2 separate regions of the Mus musculus genome follow, and region 2 is linked to region 1. The links are chromatin contacts, called in public HiChIP or PLAC-seq maps. All regions are on one chromosome and are shown on one strand. The core of a region is the stretch at or near the end of the contact, and the rest is flanking DNA. Distances in the headings are between cores, read along the strand shown.

Evidence for each region. HiChIP or PLAC-seq counts read pairs in DNA pulled down with a chosen protein or histone mark.
Region 2: a contact with region 1 is called in an HNF4G HiChIP or PLAC-seq map of pancreatic cancer cells. The contact joins the promoter of Dnajb14 here to the enhancer-like site in region 1. A contact is called at or near these places in 11 of 39 promoter capture datasets (the 3T3-L1 cell line, the C10 cell line, the SN4741 cell line and 6 more), 7 of 484 Hi-C or Micro-C datasets (CD8 T cells, Sertoli cells, liver and 3 more), 10 of 115 datasets of contacts at active chromatin or transcription factors (astrocytes, embryonic forebrain, embryonic limb bud and 7 more) and 1 of 9 other capture datasets (pancreatic islet).

Annotation. Positions count from the first base shown.
Region 1 is chr3:136,647,460-136,652,457 of GRCm38.p6, reverse strand. No RefSeq gene overlaps it. Among named protein-coding and RNA genes, the nearest start is that of Ppp3ca, 20 kb to the left of the region's middle. Within about 2 kb of position 1,342, at least 26 of the 459 cell types and tissues checked have an H3K27ac peak or open chromatin away from gene starts, as enhancers often do. A contact at or near this core is called in the SN4741 cell line, pancreatic cancer cells and uterus, where this site is marked.
Region 2 is chr3:137,866,269-137,871,046 of GRCm38.p6, reverse strand. It overlaps Dnajb14 (DnaJ heat shock protein family (Hsp40) member B14), which reads right to left and starts at 3,372. Exons shown (of 8, transcript NM_001033155.1): 1 at 2,991-3,372. The coding sequence starts at 3,123. It overlaps H2az1 (H2A.Z variant histone 1), which reads right to left. Exons shown (of 5, transcript NM_016750.3): 5 at 4,125-4,661. The coding sequence ends at 4,600.

The DNA.
Region 1 (4,998 bases), core at 93-2,592:
GTCCAGTGAGCACATCATTGAGGCAGGAACATGGTCTGAGAAGTAAGAGCAAAATGAAGAGTAGAAAGAATTTTATAAAAACAAGTAATGGGGCTGGGAAAGCATATAGTTCAAAGTTGTGGACCAGGAGGATAGATATGGTGGTGAAACAGATTAGAGGCAGTCAAAGAAATCAAGGGGCTGGCAAGATGGCTCAGCTGGTGAACGCTTGCTGTGATTCTTAATGGCCTGAGTTCAATTCCCAGATTCTACAAAAAGGTGGAAGGAAAGAGCTAAGTCCACAGATTTGGCTCTGGCCTCCATCATGAAACACACACACACACACACACACACACACACACACACACACACACACACACACACACACTGATGAAAGGTGTTTTGTTTTTAAGATAAGGAAATCAATTACTTTGTACTGAAACAAGAAAGAAACCTTGCAGACTCCTCAGAAATTGATCCAGACATCTAGCCTTCATAGAATAAAGGATATACCATTTTTTTAAACTCAATTGAATGACTTTTTTTTTTTTTTTTTTTTGGTCTGAGAAAAGAACTCTAGGGCATTCTGCATTCACAGAGCTGTTTAGGGAAGTGTTTCACCGGCTTCAGTCATGCAGATATTCGAAGTCGGCTGCCCCCCATGGTAGGGTGGCTGGCATCAGACTTTCATATTGTCCACATGATAATGAGTTCCTAGTTATGCAGAATGCTGAACTTAAGGGGGCAAGGAGGCTTCTCCTCTAGGAATGCTAAGGGGCCAGGCAGCACATCATAGTGTCAGGATTCCTGCAGGGGAGAGTGCACGAAGCTGTTAAGAGTAAATACTGGGCTGAAGGGGAGGATCAGCGGATCAGCGCTTAAGTGTGTGTATTATTCTTCCAGAGGATGTGAATCAACAGTCTCAGCAGCCACAACAGGAGGTTCACAACAGCCTGTAACTCCAGCTCCAGAGGATCTAACACCTCTGCTCTCATAATGCATCCTGCTCACACGTGTGGCATACTCTCATACACACACACACACAAAATAAAATGATAAATCTTATTAAAACAAGCAAACATACAACAGCAACAAAAACAGAAACAAGACTGAACCCTAAAGTGCAGTAGAGACTTTAGGATGTTAGAAATGCCAGCAACGTAGAGTACTGGTTAGTAAAGCTTCAGAGAAGGGGTGGACTGGGTCTGAACGAGAGGCTGCAAATGCAAAGGCCGTAGAGTCAGGCCAGCCAAGTCACCATATGTGTCTGATGTGAGATCTGTTTGTCCAGGATTTACTGTTGATGTTGCTGGGTTTGGTTTCAGTCCAGGCCTATTAGTCACTGCTATTAACCCATCCCTTCCTTTTGTTCTGTCAGCTAAATGGTGAATGTGTTTAATTTTTCCCTATTTGTAGAACTGCTCACAGCTACACTTTTGCCTTGGGTCATGAGCAAGTTTGGGTATGAATGTCTGACTAATATTAGAGCTCTTAAGATGAATGGAGACTCGTTTTGTATGGCAGAATAGCCATGAGAATCTGGAAGAGGAACTTTACGATTTGAATATGAAATGTTCCTCAGTTTGTCCACTTGTTCCATGCTTGACTCTCAGTTTATGGTGGTATTTTGGGAGGTTTTAGAAACTTGGGAAGGTGGTGTCTACCTAGATGAAGTAGAACGCTTGGTCCACTTTGGGGGGGACTATGTTGTCTTGGTCTTTTCTCTGTCACACATTCTGCATTGTATCTGCAAAGAGGCAGACATTACCCCTAAATACACCCCTATCGCCATAGTGATTTGCAAAAGCTCATGGGACCAAGTGAACATGGAATGAACTCTAAAGCTGTGAGCCAAACTATTATTAATCCCTTCCATCCATCACTAATCCCTCTTCTTTTCCCAACACTTTTAGTGTAGTATAGTTTCTATGTAAAAATCAAAGTTCATTCTGGAGACCTATCATTCTCTTGTTGTTTTAAAACAAATGTACTTAGAATGAAACCACGCAGGATTCATCTGACTGACTAGTTCACAAGACTATTAGAAGAGCTGCTCATGAAAATATTGATATACAAGCTTAGGATTGAGAAAGTACAAATGCAAAGAATAAAACATAGTATAAAGTGGATAGTTACTTCACACTGTATTTACAGATCTTGGCTCCAATTCAGTCTCATTTAATTCCTGATGTCCACTTGTTCTCAAGGGGGAAAAGTTGCATATATTTGCTTGCCAATAGTGATCAGGTCTTTCTCCATATATACCTAGCTGTTGAAATAAAATTTGTGCATGAATTTACCTTTAATCTACAAACATGAGGAAATAATATAACATCCCATCTCTTAAGGCCCAAGCAGTATATCTCCATAATTAAATATATTATTTGTACTTGGTTGCTCTGAATCAACTCTTTTGACACAAAACATTGCTCAGTTTCAATTACAAATTGTATTAAAAGAAATTGGAAAAGGTTATTATGTTTTCAAGTACATTTTAATGAGATGGTGGTGTCAAGCGTGGTGTTCTCTGTCCTTAGACATACGGATAAATGCGGTCTGGCTTCTGACTGTGGGTCTAGGTATAGTTCCAAACTCTACCTGTGTTTCTCTGCATTAGTACTGTCCTACGTTTAACTCCAGATTCACAAGTGAAATAGACATGGTTTGAAGTATAGGCATGGGTGGGCATAAGTTATATACAAATGGCATATCATTTTATATAATACACATATTATATTCAGAATATTTGGAGTTCTTCATATCTATCCTCCAAGAGACAAATGTGAATGGATTAAATCATTTACCTTTTTATTTAAAAGACACTCAAAGCATGAATATGAAAATCAAGAAAATCTAGTGTATTTAAATATATCAAACATTTTTTTATTTTGTTTTTTTAATTAGGTATTTATTTCATTTACATTTCCAATGCTATCCCAAATGTCCCTCCCGCTCCCCCCCCTGCTCCCCCCTCCCCACTCCCTCCCCCACTCCCACTTCTTGGCCCTGGCGTTCCCCTGTACTGAGGCAGATAAAGTTTGCACGACCAATGGGCCTCTCTTTCCATGGATGGCCAACTAGGCCATCTTCTGATGCATATGCAGCTAGAGACACGAGCTCCAGGGGGTGCTGGTTAGTTCATAATGTTGTTTCACCTATAGGGTTGCAGATCCCTTTAGCTCCTTGGTTACTTTCTCTAGCTCCTCCATTGGGGGCCCTGTGATCCATCCAATAGCTGACTGTGAGCATCCACTTCTGTGTTTGCTAGGCCCTGGCATAGTCTCACAAGAGACAGCTACATCTGGGTCCTTTCAGCAAAATCTTGCTAGTGTATGCAATGGTGTCAGCATTTGGAGGCTGTTTATGGGATGGATCCCTGGATATGGCAGTCTCTAGATGGTCCATCCTTTCGTAACAGCTCCAAACTTTGTCTCTGTAATTCCTTCCATGGGTGTTATGTTCCCAATTCTAAGAAGGGGCAAAGTGTCCACACTTTGGTCTGTGTTTTTCTTGAGTTTCATGCGTTTAGCAAATTGTATCTTATATCTTGGGTACTCTAAGTTTCTGGGCTAATATCCACTTATCAGTGAGTACATATTGTGCAAGTTCCTTTGTGATTGGGTTACCTCACTCAGGATGATGCCCTCCAGGTCCATCCATTTTCCTAGGAATTTTATAAACTCATCCTTTTTAATAGATGAGTAGTACTCCCTTGTGTAAATGTACCACATTTTCTGTATCCATTCCTCTGATGAGGGGCCTCTGAGGAATAGATATATCAAACATTTAAAAGGAAAGGTATTTTGTAATTTTAAGGCATGGAGTTCAGTTCCCAATCATACGCTACATGTATCTACCAGCTAAGTTAATTGCATAGGCGAAGAAAGAAAGAAAAGCCTTTGAGTGAAGAGGAAAAATGTAAAATTTAGACAATACTGTGGTATACTTAACAGCAGAGTTGTTCTGCCTTTATAGGCAGGTTTGTACAGATATACTCTGAAAAATCTGCTTTCTTTTTTTTAGAAGACATGAGTTCAGGGAGGCAAGAAAGTGTCAGAAAAAAATAAAACAAGCACCCATGCTTCCATATTGTGCATGGAAAAAATGATTATGGATGCTACTGAATCTTCCAGTGAACTCTCCTCTATTCAATTACTTTGAACTTGGTATCGCTCTTCAGAATACTTTATATTTCTAATACATATGTATGAATTACATAAATATATGCAGTTCTATTTTACATGTTTTAAAAATTATACGAATGCTATTACACTGTATACATTCTTTAGTGACTTGCAGTTTGAACATTGCTTTTAAGATTTATTCATGTTAATATGTTTAGTTCTAGCCCTCTCACTGAAATTTTATATAGGTTTTATCTTATGAATAAATAGAGGTTTATCTAGAATCCCATTAATGTACTTTAATTTTCTTTTGTGTTATTTATTTATACAGCTACTAAAGCTAATGCTGTTTATGAACATTTGATGAGCTCTTCTTTGGATTAGCGTGTGTATAGGGGATACTGAAAGGCACCACTGTGATGAAAGCTATCCACATCTTCAGCTTTATTTGCCATTCCAAATTACTTTTCAACCTAACTGAACTGATAACACTCTGCTAGCAATATTTGAGTTTCAATACCACTCTTAATTTTTCTCTATTCAGGATATTGTTGGCTGTAAATTTATCAAACACAGCTTTTACAACCTTGAGATATGTCCCAAGGATTTTTATCATGAAGTTATGTTGGATTTTTGTCAAAGGCCTCTCTGAATCTAGTGAGATGACCATGTGTTTTTCGCCTTATGTCCATTTACATGATTTATTACATTTATCAACCTCGGCATTTAAACCATCCCTGTATCTCCAGATTAAAACAACTTGATTTCAGAGGATGATACCGTTGATATATACCTGTGCTGATTTGTTTTGATTGGGGCACGTTGATGCACACTAGAACAGTCAGGAAAAGGGGAAACTCAACCAAAAAAACATCTTCATCAAATTGACCTCTAG
Region 2 (4,778 bases), core at 2,123-4,622, 1.2 Mb before region 1:
ATCCAGTCAGCTTCCTGAGCTATTAGTTTGGTACACATCTAGAATAGGTAAAATTCAGGAATAAAACTTCAAGTCACTCGAAAGTACCAATTTCCTCCTATACAAGATCTTTATTAGGGTCTTTTCATAAATATTCCAGATTTTCCCCTCTTGAGTTCTTAAATTATTCTCATAAACATCTCCTGTGATACTCTGTAAAATATGGTTTTCGCACAAGAGTCACATTGCTTAATTTTGGGTCACATCCACTCTTTGCTGTTATCTTGTATTTTGCTTGTAATTAAAGCTTAGAATGGCTTATAGAGATGGCAAAGTCTGTATTTGAACTGTTTTAGACTACTTCACAATGGTACCCTACCACTTTATTGGATGATTATCCCCTTAGAATCTCGTTGCCCCTGACTGTCTGTCTTCCATGCCTTCGCCTTCCCTACACCCATGACTTTCAGAGCCATAATTACCCTGCACTTTGACAGTGTCCTTTAGCAGACTCACTGGAGCTGCTTGCACAGTAGAAGCGTGACCGCTGGAAATCTGGGCACGATTTAAGGATTCTTAGATGACCGGAGTTGTAAAATAGGAAAGATTCATTAGATGCTTTATATCAACTCGTTTAGTCCTCCGCATACCCAGGATCAGTACACTGTACCTGCCTCACAAACGACAAGGACTAGAGACCGCGTGGAAAGCAGTTGGTGAAGAGCCAGGCCTTCTAAGCCAAGGTGCCTCGCCCAGGGTACTTACTACTTTAATATTAAAAGTGTCCTTCCAAGAGCAGAAGACAACTGATTTAAATATATCTACACAGTAAAAGGGATCTACGGGTAATTCCTGCTAATGATTTCTTGAATATGGCACCAAAAAGCCCAGACAACATAGCAAAACTTGACAAATGAAACCGACTACATAAAACTCAGGCCTCCAATGACAGTCCCCAGGGTAGAGAGATGACCTAAAAGAACAAATAAGCTCTGTAAAATATAAATGACAAAGACATAATGTCCAGAATATATAAGAGCCCTTATAACTCGATATCCATAACAACAGTCTGATTTTGTTGGATGGTTGATTGGGTTTTTGGTTGGTTGGTTGGTTGGTTGGTTTTTTTGAGACAGGGTTTCTCTGTGTAGCCCTGGCTGTCCTGGAACTAGCTTAGATTGATTTTTAAATGAGCAAACAACTTAGAGGACTTTTCTCCCAAGAAAATACAAGTCGCCAAATGAAAAACTGTTCAACATCATTAATCATCAGAGAAATGATATCAAAACGCCAGCGACCTGTCCCCATAGTCACTAGTGACTATCACTGCAAATAAAAAACGGAGCTGCCACGCTCTGCCAGACATTGGGAAGCTGGAACCACGCGGATCGTACGAAAATGGTGCAGCCGGGCTGGAAAAACAATGTGCTGGTTCCTCAAAAATCAAAATTAGAATTACCATATGACCCAAGAATCCCACTTCTGGGTATATATGCAGAACTGAAATCAGGCTTGTAGACACTCATGCTCATAGGCACATTACTCAACACAAAAGAGGTGGAAGCAACCCAAACATCATTGACAGGGACTAAGTAAGAATTTGTGACAGCTAGTGTCAAAGCTTAGACCTGTGCTCAATCTCTACACTATGTGGGGAGAGACCTATTCCTCTGCACGCACGCATGCACGCAACGCGCTAAATAAATACCCTCCAAAAAGAAAAGGTGATGTTAAATGTGTATGTGCACAGCCACACCTAGGCACATGGGTATATAAATAATAGAATACTGTTCAGCAATTTTAAAAAAGGAAATCTGTCGCGGGTTGCAATATGGATGAAATCTGAAGTTAGTAAGTAAATAGATAATGCAGACATGCAAAGTCAAATTCTGTACGATTTCACATAGATCAGGTACCAAATTAGACTAGTCTATGAGAATGGACAGTAGCAAGGGAGCTACCAGGAAACAGGAGAGTACAGGGGGTTACTTAACTGGTGTAAGATAAAAAACAAAAAAATACCGATCCTGTGGTACGCATGAAAATACTTAACACTACTAAACTGTACACCTAAAAATGATAATTTTTATTTCACACTTTTTACAATTAACTTTTCTTTCACTATCTTTTCCTGCCCTGTCCCAATGCTAACAAAAAGGTAAAGTGAAAATCAGCAGAGATAAAAGGCTTCAACGATGTAAAAAGAATTAAGAAAACAATAAATTAAAACAGGGGGCTGCTTATCAAGTTTCCTCTTAATCCTCTTAACCTGGAAATTCTTTCAACAACAGTTAAATGTCATCCTATGGGCATGGGAAAAAAAAAAAAAGACAAAACCAAAAAACGGTAGTAAAGGCCTTGTAGAGATTAAAACTCAGTGCCTATTATGACTTTGCCCATTCCTATACGACCTTGGGCAAGGTATTTTCATTCATTTCATTCATTCATTCATTCATTTGGCAAAAGTTTCTGCACATGGTCAAATAACACGGTACTTTTCTGAGGAATAAGAGGGGCATATAAAATACTAGGCACAACTCGTGGCGCTTTGTGAGTGTTGTGTTGACTGTAGAGTTAGACAATGAATAAGGTGAATTAAAGTAGGGTAAGTCCATAGCCTACTCTTTAGCGATGTACCGAACTTGCGGGTACTTACGGTGCCATATCAAACCAGACACTATTTAGGAATCATCAATAACTTCACCATCCCTTTCGAAAGTGGAGCTGTCTTGTAAGGGCTCTCTCCTCCCTGGGAAAAGCAGTGTCATCTAAGGTATTCGAAGATACTTGCTTAAGGAACGGACAAATTACAGAACCCGGGGATGGTGAAGCCCGAGAAGCCGCTGGAGTCCCCGCTCCTGTCACTTCACAGGGGCCTAGGCTGATCTGGGGAGGGGACCCGTCACCCAGCACCCCACAGCGCCCCGCCTGTGTCCCTGAGTGCTGGAGCGGCCGCGGCCGGCGGGGCGCAGGGCGCGGGGGCCGGGGTCACGGCGGGGGCCGGGGCTCACCGCGCGCGGCCGGCAGCGGGTACAGCTTCTCGGCCTTCTGGAGGAAGCGCTGGGCCTTGTCGCGGTTGCCGGCGCTCAGGGCCTCGCGAGCGATCTGCACGCATTTCTCCGCCTCGTCGCGGTTGCCCTCCATGGCTCGCGCCTGCCTCGGTGTCCGCGGCCGCGCAGCTGCGAGGGGGGCCCGCCGCGGAGGAGGCGAGGCGGCCGGGCGGGGCACGGCGCGGCACGGCGCGGGGAGGAGCGGGCACCGCGGCGGCGGCCCGGCGACGGGCGGCCTCGCAGCTCCGCCTCCTCACGGCCGCCTCCCCGCCCCCCGCGGCCGCAGCGGCGCCAGCCGCGTCCCTCCCGGGCCTGGCGGACCGTAAAGCCGACGCGGTAACCCGGGAGGAGGGCGGGGAGGCCGTGGGTTGGCGGAGCGCGGACGCCCCGGCCCCTAGGCTCCGGTGTGGCCCGGAGCCCGCCTTCCGCGCCACCGGGGTGGGGACAGGGACCCTCACGACCAGATCCACAAGGATCAGAGGCCAGGCCTCCTGGCCCTTAGGTCTTGGGAAGCCCTGGGCCTCCGTTAGGGAGTGATTGCCGCATGGATTCGTCCTACAGGCGCTTCCTGCTTTGGATCGGAAGCCCTGGAACCCCCAACCCCCGCAGTTCCCCAGCCCTTCTCAGCGGCACATCTGACCCACCTGCCACCTGGCAGGTACAATGCAGCTCTTTGGGTTAAAGCAGCTGTAAGGCAGGAAGTTCTTTCATCCACATAGGCTGCTTAAGCACCTCCTATTCTGTTTGATTTGCTCCAGGAATTAGGATACATGTCTTAAGGCTCAGGGAGGGGAAAGGGGTCAATGTATAATAATGGAACATGCTTGGCATGAATCAAGATGTGACTAGCATTTCACACCTGTGTCTGGTCACTAAAAGCAAATTATATCCGAAGTTCATTCGGTGGAGGTACTTTCGTTGTACCCTGAGGGTCTCTGTACTTGTGTCCCACCTTAGGATACAGGCCCTTTCACATTAGTTAACTGTCAATTGGGGGGGGGGGGGACGCCAAAAGCAGTTACCTCCAGCTTCTTCCCAAGTTTTAAGACCCTAAGAGGTCATATGATACAAAGAAACAACAAAAGTACCACGGGGTTATGACTACAGATGCACTGTTTAATTAGTAAGCAGAGAATGTACTTGTTGCTGAGTGAGATCTAAGGTAAGTCCCGATTATTAAGCAAGTTTAAAGCTAGTTTGGGATATGACCTTTATTGAGCTTATCCACCAGAGTGGAAACAATGTCTGTACAAAACCAAATGCTTGTTACTATAACTTCTGCATCACAATTAAAATCCAAACAGTTTTTTAAAAACAGTCAACTCAATCAAAACCCACTACTTCAGAATCAATAGCTTCTTTGAAGCCACAGTAACACTTAAATATGGTTAAGACTCGAATGCAGAAATTTGGTTGGTTGGAAGGCTAATTAAGCCTCCAACTTGCTCAAATAGAATTACAAAAAGGCAAAATTGTGTTTTTCACAGAGATACAGTCCACTGGAATCACCAACACTGGACAGCTGTTAGGAATATTTAGAGTCCTGAGATAATAAGGAATCCAGGCATCCTTAAACAGTCTTCTGTTGTCCTTTCTTCCCGATCAGCGATTTGTGGATGTGTGGGATGACACCTAGGAGAGGGACACAGATTAAGTCTACCTTCTGGATAAACATTTAAAAAAACAATACATGAACTCAAAGCAGGTAAAATTCATATACAAAGTGAAAACTTGAGGGATGAACAATGA